2 separate regions of the Lactuca sativa genome follow, and region 1 is linked to region 2. The links are chromatin contacts, called in public Hi-C maps. All regions are on one chromosome and are shown on one strand. The core of a region is the stretch at or near the end of the contact, and the rest is flanking DNA. Distances in the headings are between cores, read along the strand shown.

Region 1 (4,004 bases), core at 770-3,269, 510 kb before region 2:
AACATATTTTAATCACGAATGACACTTACTTTTTTTGATATCATGCATTTCACAAACTCCGATTGTCCTATTTCACGGTCTATGCTTGGTATCTTAGTCTTCTCGTTGAAAGAGAATATGAGTATTAGCTATTGAATTTAAATAGGTTGCTTTAGGAAATGAAAATCACGAATTCATAATCAATAATTTACGAAGTCGGTGGTCATTTTATTGTAGTTTTTTAATATGAGGTTAATGAGAATAACAAGTAAGGGAAATAATGAACTCATAATAAAAACTAGCAAGTTTCTAGCTATCATTGTTAAAAAATACATGAAATGATTGTATGTTTTATATATGGTCTTAATTTAAAATAAAAAACAATATTATAATATTTGGAAGGGGGAATTTTGTTTGATATTTGGAAGGGGGAATTTTGTTTGATTAGGGGATGAGACGCTGCACTTGACACCCATTAACATCCACCAAATAAAAGCAAACAGATATATTTATTTTATAGATATTTATTTTAAGACATATTAAAGTATTGAGTAAACTATAAATTTAGACAATGTGGTTTACAATTTTATATCGAGCGAGTCGTTGAACTTTAAAAATTGCATCGAACGTATTAATTAGCTGGTTTCATTGTGGATTTAGTTCTTGTAAAACTTGAAATGTTTATTTTACCTTTTTTAATTTATTTTTCCTATTATTTTTAACTCTTAAATAAAAATAAACAAATCCACCTCACCGCATCCTACCCTATACCATCCCTCAATTCTTTTTATCCATCATAAAACCTAAATCAACAACACATCACCGGTGAATTCATTGTCCTCCACCCACCAAATTGGTGGCCACCATCAACACCTCTACTCGAGTAGGCAAAGCTCTTCTTCCTTTTCTCACACATCGTTATCGAAGGTCTTCTCCCTTCAATTGTGTTCAACAAAAACTTCTCCTGTGATTCCCCTCTCTTTCAGCTCCAATGATAAACACATCCGATGATAAATACTTTCAGTGACAAACACTATTCACCCTTCTACTTCGTTTAACAAAAACCTAGAAATCAGAGTTATATCGACCAGATCAGATCATATCTGTACATCTAAAGTCATTCACGCTATTTTCATCGTAGATGATAAAGTTAATCATATGAGTATCTTCCCAAAGACGTGAAAATCAATCATTCTCCATAGTTTCCCGGTTTGCTTTTAGGTTACATGTCTGGTTATATGTGTTTAGTTTGGTTACTGGTCTGCTTTTTTATTTTATTTTGATTACAAGCCTGTATTTTGGTTTTGATTGCGGACATGCCTAATTTTTATAACTGTTCAAATCGAATTTTGATTTTTGATAAGTACATGTCTAATTAGTATAGGTATGACTTTTTGTTTTTTTTGAGTACAATTCCAATTTCAATTAAGTATATATATGATTTTTGGTGTTGATTGTACACAGTTCTGATGTTGGTCACCTGGGTTTTGTTTTATGAATACCAAAACATGATTCGATTATTAAAGATGAATTCACACATCGGTTATAGAAGGATTGAGACATAAATAAGAAATTTTGTCGATAGGTGGTGGTTGTTGAGGATAACAAAGGAAGCGAGGATACCGAAAGACTGGGAGAGATGGGAGATGCATGGTGCAGTTAAGGTGGTAATAGGGGGTGACCGGTGGTTTGGTGCTGGTGTTATTTTTCTGTAGAGGCTAAATGAGGAAAATGAAGACGTGAAGTTTGGGGGAGGGGGAATTTTATTTTTATTTTTAAAAATAAAAAAGATAAAAGAATTAAAAATAATAGGAGAAGAAAAATTAAAAGGGTAAAATAGATATTTCAAGTCTTACAGGGATTAAATCCATTATGAAACCTGTTGATTAGGATGTCCTATGCAAAATTTGAAAGTTCAGGGACCCAATCCATATAAAATCGTAAACCATGGGGATCAAATTTGCATTTTACTCTAAAATATTTAATGATATGATATTAAATAAGTTTATAATTTAATCAAACACTTATACCTAAAAGTACCCTGACAATACCCACAAGGTCTTTGTTCTTTTTAAGTTAAAAGCGATTTCGGTTCGCTCGATTAAGACGGGTCACGAACCCAACGCCCATGAGCTTGGTTGGTTTCCATTGATGGCGTCTGGTGGTGGTCTTCAATAAGGTCCACTAGCGTCTCCAATATTCCATCTCAACGACTCGCTGACGCTCAACTCACGAGCTTTTTGCTAGATTTCACGATCTTCATTTCTGCCGCCATTGGTGCAGTTTTCCACGGATTTCAACTTGCCCAATTGGAGAGCTTGTAGTCCTAGATCTTGATCTTGGTTGAATTTCGGAATCTCGAGAAAAAGTTCATTACTTGGAGACTGAAAGTGAGTGCGTAGATATTTTTGGTGGCTTGAAGTTTGAAATGGTGGGAGAAGGACGTTGATTGACTGAGAGTTGAGTTGTTGAAGCTATTGCTGTTGTTCAATGAAGCGGAAGCCAATTTCGCCTAAGTTATTGATACGGCATAAATGGAAGACGAAGATCTTTGCACTGCTTTTAGTGGGATTTTGTTTCTCCACGTTTTTGTTAATGGAGGCACAGTACAGTCGAATTGGTGCTTCTTCGATCTTTCCTCTGTTCGTTCAAAAACCTAAAATTGCGTTCTTGTTCCTAGCACGAAATCGGCTTCCGCTAGACCTAGTCTGGGATGAATTCTTTCAGGTACGTTAATTATTAACATCTCGATTAACTACATTTCTTCATTCATGTAAGAATGTAGCTCTATCTTCAATTTGAAAATCACATGCTCTGTAATTCACCCACTTACTCCTTTTGTTCGAGATTAAAATTTCTGAGTTTTGCAGACAATTATTACCTGAGAAAATTCTGAACTCTATTAATAGTTGTATGTAATGAAATTAAATGAATGTTTATCTCTTTGAATTATAAAATTTCACAAATTTACTTCCATGAACAAAAAAAGACACCTGTTCTTTACGAACAGAGGTATTGCGCCATTTTGCTCTTAGATTTTGACAATTTTGTCTTATTGTTGTTTATGAATCTGTTTGTATCTGCAACTGTGGCATTTATGAGTCTGTATCTGCAATAGGTTGAAAAACTTCAGTGAATTGCATATAAACTTTCTATTTTTGGAATATCGATAGTAGACTTTATCCCAATTGGACCAAATTCGGATTTATTTTTGTCAATTTTCAAGCTAAATTACCTATTTATACAAATAATCGATTCATAACAACCATTAATGTTAATCTCTCATGATCCATGATATTCATTCAATCATTCTCGAAGGGTATTATAGGGAATTAGGATACAATTATACAAATGTTATGTTCTTACACTCAAGAAAATTTCCCTAATTTGTAGGGAGAGAATGAAAATCGGTTTTCAATTTACGTCCATTCAAGACCTGGTTTCCTACTTAACAGATTAACAACAAGATCCAATTACTTTTTAAATCGCCAAATCAATAATAGCATACAGGTTCTTCTTCTTCTTCTTCTTCCTCAATTTCTTGTTAATGTAACAATTAATTTAAGGGTTTGAAAGGCTTCAAAGTATACATGTGTTTGTAGATATATTGGGGAGAAGCAAGTATGATACAAGCAGAGATTATTCTACTTCAACATGCACTCATGGATCCTTCTAATGAACGATTTGCTTTCCTTTCTGATAGGTAAAAAAAAATATAATCTTTTTAAACAACTTAAAGAACCCAATTACATATCAAAGGCTTCATGTTTTCTATACTTTTCTTAATCTTGTTTCAGTTGCATTCCTTTATACAACTTCAGCTACACATATGATTACATCATGTCAACATCAACTAGCTTTGTTGACAGGTAATCGTTAAAAAATATTTGATTATAACTTTTATAATTTATAACATTGAAAATTTTACTCATAAATTTTTTTTGAAAAGTTTTGCTGATACAAAGGAGGGAAGATATAATCCTAAGATGGATCCTGTGATTCCTGTTAATCATTGGAGGAAAGGA
Region 2 (3,844 bases), core at 611-3,110:
CTACACCAGCAATCACACACACGGCTTTCACACAATGAATCCCAAGCGCGAACTCGCTACTCTCGACAACATGGTCCACCACACGAACCACCCCCTTCTGAAGAACCCAAGCTAAATCAGCCTCCAAGAATTTCCTCCTCGAGACCTAAGCGGCGAACTAATCTTCTGGTAGTGCCAAATGCTCCGCCAGTGCTTCTTTCTTCGAGACCAAATTCTGGACCTGCTGGGATAAGAGACTAACCTCCCCATCCAGAGTCGCCACTTGAGCTTCTACATCAATCTTCTCCTCAGAAAGCACGAGGTAGCGTTCATCAAACTTGCGTTGCTCCTCTTCGATAAGCCAAACCTTCTTTGCAAGCTCGTCATGCTCTGAATTAATAGCAGCCAACTCCGCTAAATCGGCCCCTATGTAACGAAGACGACCAGCAGCCGCCACCAAGTAAGGAGCAACCTGAGCTATGACATATTGAAGATCGTTCGCCATGTGAGAATAAGAAAGAGCCTCGAGGGCTACAGGGTAGCCGAAGGAAACGCATGTCGACACCACTCACGGGCGGGACCCTGTTCCAATAAAAGGGAATCTAACGTAAGGTTCCACCCTGGGAGATACACACCAAGAGCACTCAAAGACGAAGGACTCACCATCCGACGCAAACCTGCCGTCTCCATTGCTTGCGGGTCATCACCATAAGCAATCTCAATAACAATGAGTGACTTAGCGAGCAGAGGATCGATATTGCGTTTCCGACATAAACGTCGGTCAATAATATTGCCACCGATATCCTCCTCAAGAGTAGAATCCACAGCAGCAGACCAACGTTGGGAGACGACTTGACCGCTAGCCACACTTGTTCCCCTGATCGGAGAAGCAGCCTTGACCCCTGCCTCGATAGGAGGGACATCGCCCTTAAAAACCGGGCCAACTTTGGCTGGATCCGGTAGCGTCTCCACTTGAGGGACTTCGTGATACTGAAGATCCCCTTCAAAAAAACCTTCGTAACACCTGTTCAAGAGGCAAAAGTCTCTCACTACCTACAACGACAACAACACCAAACCCCCTCCTATATTATTATTAATAAAACATTAAATTAAATAGAAAAATATATCAAAATATATCAAAGAACATTTTAGTCTTTTCATTTGTCTAAGAAATCAAAACCACACATAAACTAACTTAAAAAGACGATAAATCCAAAAATATAATAGTTTAGACTAAATTCTGAAAAAATATATATACAGGAACACAGTTTTGTCTTAAATAAATATATTGTGCTATCATGTCCGTAGACTTGATCAACATGAAAATATCCTAGTCTAATCTTTAAATTTGTAGATGTTTATGATCAACATGTTGGTTGTCTTTTAGCTATGATATTTGGATCTGGCGGAGTAAATCTTGATATCCGAGTCTATTTTTACAATACTTTGTTACCGTAGTAATCTTTTTCTTGAATAAAGCAAAAAAAAATATTAAAAATACATTTTGAACAACTATCTTCATCATTTTGAACACGTTATATTTATTTGTCATATTTCTTTAAATATATCATTCTATTCATCCATTTTTTTCGTTATAAATCAAACATCAAACATAATAAATAAATTGATGCATTCATAAATGAGAAAATCGAACTTACATCTGTATAGATACGTCGTGACACGTATCATGGAAATATTTTTGAACTTTTGACTAAGCTTTTATATTTTAAATAAATTGCTCAAATATATTATTAACGTATGAAGTAAAATAAACATAAATAAAAATAGAAACAATCTTACCGACCATGTGGACCTTCTCTGGAACCTGCCCCGTATGCACAGCAATTCCCCTATAAATTCCCCACTAACCACCACCAACATCCACATTGAATTATAACACAGATCCATTCACTTTCCTACAAATACACCCTCTTCAAATCCTATCTTAGTTTTCCCAAATTTCATCTAAATGACACCTACTTTATTCAAGATTGAATCCGATGATACCGACATGTTGGATGATGTTCATCCTACGCCTATGGTGAAACTGGTTGGATCAAATTTCATGGCTAACGACCATGTCATTTTATCTGACGTCCCATCGAATATTACTACTTGTTATACAGCTTCAAATGGTTGTTTTGTTGGTTTTGATGCTTCCGAATCGAATAGCCGACACGTGGTTCCAATTGGGAAGCTTAGTGGCATTCGGTTCATGAGTATTTTCCGGTTTAAAGTCTGGTGGTCTACTCACTGGGTTGGTTCAAACGGTCGAGACCTCGAGCAGGAGACACAGATGGTCATGCTTGAGAAGTCTGACTCTGGTCGTCCGTATGTTTTTATACTTCCAATACTGGAAGGTCCTTTCCGGGCTTCTATCCAGCCCGGAAATGACGATTTGGTTGATGTTTGTGTGGAGAGTGGGTCCACAAAAGTATCTGACACTTCTTTCAAAAGTGTCATTTACATGGAAGCATGGTATGACCCCTATGCCCTTGTTAAAAAAGCAATGAGAGTTGTTCAAGAGCATCTTGGTACGTTTAAGCTATTAGAGGATAAGACGCCACCTGGCATTGTCGACAAGTTTGGATGGTGTACATGGGACGCGTTTTATCTAACCGTGGAACCTCAAGGTGTCTTCGAAGGTGTGAAAGCCCTTGTCGAAGGTGGGTGCCCACCTGGGCTCGTTTTGCTTGATGACGGGTGGCAATCCATTAGTCACGACGACGATCCAGTTGATTCTGAAGGTATGAACCGAACAGCTGCAGGGGAGCAAATGCCCTGCAGACTGACTAAATTTGTAGAAAATTATAAGTTTCGGGACTATAAGAGTCCGAAACCAGAAAACCCTAACACAGGCATGGGGGCCTTTGTTAGAGATTTAAAGGAAGACTTTAAAAGTGTAGATTATGTTTATGTGTGGCATGCTCTTTGTGGATATTGGGGTGGTGTAAGGCCCAATACCCCTGGGCTTCCAGAATCTAGTGTGGTGCAACCCATGTTATCGCCTGGACTCAAGAAGACGATGGAAGATCTAGCCGTTGATAAAATCGTTAATAACGGAGTTGGGTTGGTCCCACCGGAGAAAGTTAATGAGCTGTACGAAGGTCTACACTCTCACTTGGCATCTGTCGGCATTGATGGAGTCAAAGTTGACGTCATCCATGTATGTTTCTTCCTACCATTTTATTATATTTTGTTTTAATTTTTCGTTGAAAAGTATTTTCTCATATCAACCAACATATACACTATAAAGGATAAATATGTAAGTTTTACAATATTTTTCTAATTAACCATATTATAAAAAAAAATCATTTTTCTTATGTCGAGATAATTTAAAATATTTGATATGAATATTGTTTACCTGATTTTACCCATAGTTATTGGAGATGTTAAGTGAGGATTACGGTGGAAGAGTAGAGCTAGCAAAGGCATACTTCAAAGCATTGACATCTTCGGTGAAGAACCACTTCAAGGGCAATGGGGTAATTGCAAGTATGGAGCATTGTAACGACTTCATGTTCCTAGGCACCGAAGCCATTGCACTTGGTCGTGTTGGTATGTTGTTCACATTTTCATTTACACTGTTTAATAATAATTATAATAACGACTTGTGTCATACTTATTGACTTAAAACATTTTAATAGGTGACGATTTTTGGTGCACTGATCCATCCGGCGACCCTAATGGTACATATTGGTTACAAGGGTGTCACATGGTGCATTGTGCTTATAATAGTTTGTGGATGGGAAATTTCATACAACCGGATTGGGACATGTTTCAATCAACTCACCCATGTGCCGAGTTTCATGCGGCTTCTAGGGCTATTTCAGGTGGGCCCATCTACATCAGTGATACTGTTGGG

Evidence for each region. A called contact is a pair of places that touch in the nucleus more often than the background predicts.
Region 1: a Hi-C map of leaf shows a contact between it and region 2, with 6 times the contacts expected there. The contact joins the promoter of LOC111914359 here to the promoter of LOC111914360 in region 2. A contact is called at or near these places in 3 of 4 Hi-C or Micro-C datasets (bud, leaf and seed).

The regions. Positions count from the first base shown.
Region 1 is chr3:184,140,059-184,144,062 of Lsat_Salinas_v11, reverse strand. LOC111914359 (glycosyltransferase BC10) reads left to right here and starts at 2,019. Exons shown (of 11, transcript XM_023910114.3): 1 at 2,019-2,706; 2 at 3,373-3,489; 3 at 3,582-3,682; 4 at 3,777-3,848; 5 at 3,929-4,004. The coding sequence starts at 2,470.
Region 2 is chr3:183,633,239-183,637,082 of Lsat_Salinas_v11, reverse strand. LOC111914360 (probable galactinol--sucrose galactosyltransferase 5) reads left to right here and starts at 1,860. Exons shown (of 4, transcript XM_023910115.2): 1 at 1,860-3,145; 2 at 3,360-3,537; 3 at 3,627-3,844. The coding sequence starts at 1,949. It overlaps LOC111914361, which reads right to left and starts at 1,898. Exons shown (of 2, transcript XM_042898754.2): 1 at 1,780-1,898; 2 at 1-1,032. The coding sequence starts at 1,887. The coding sequence ends at 511.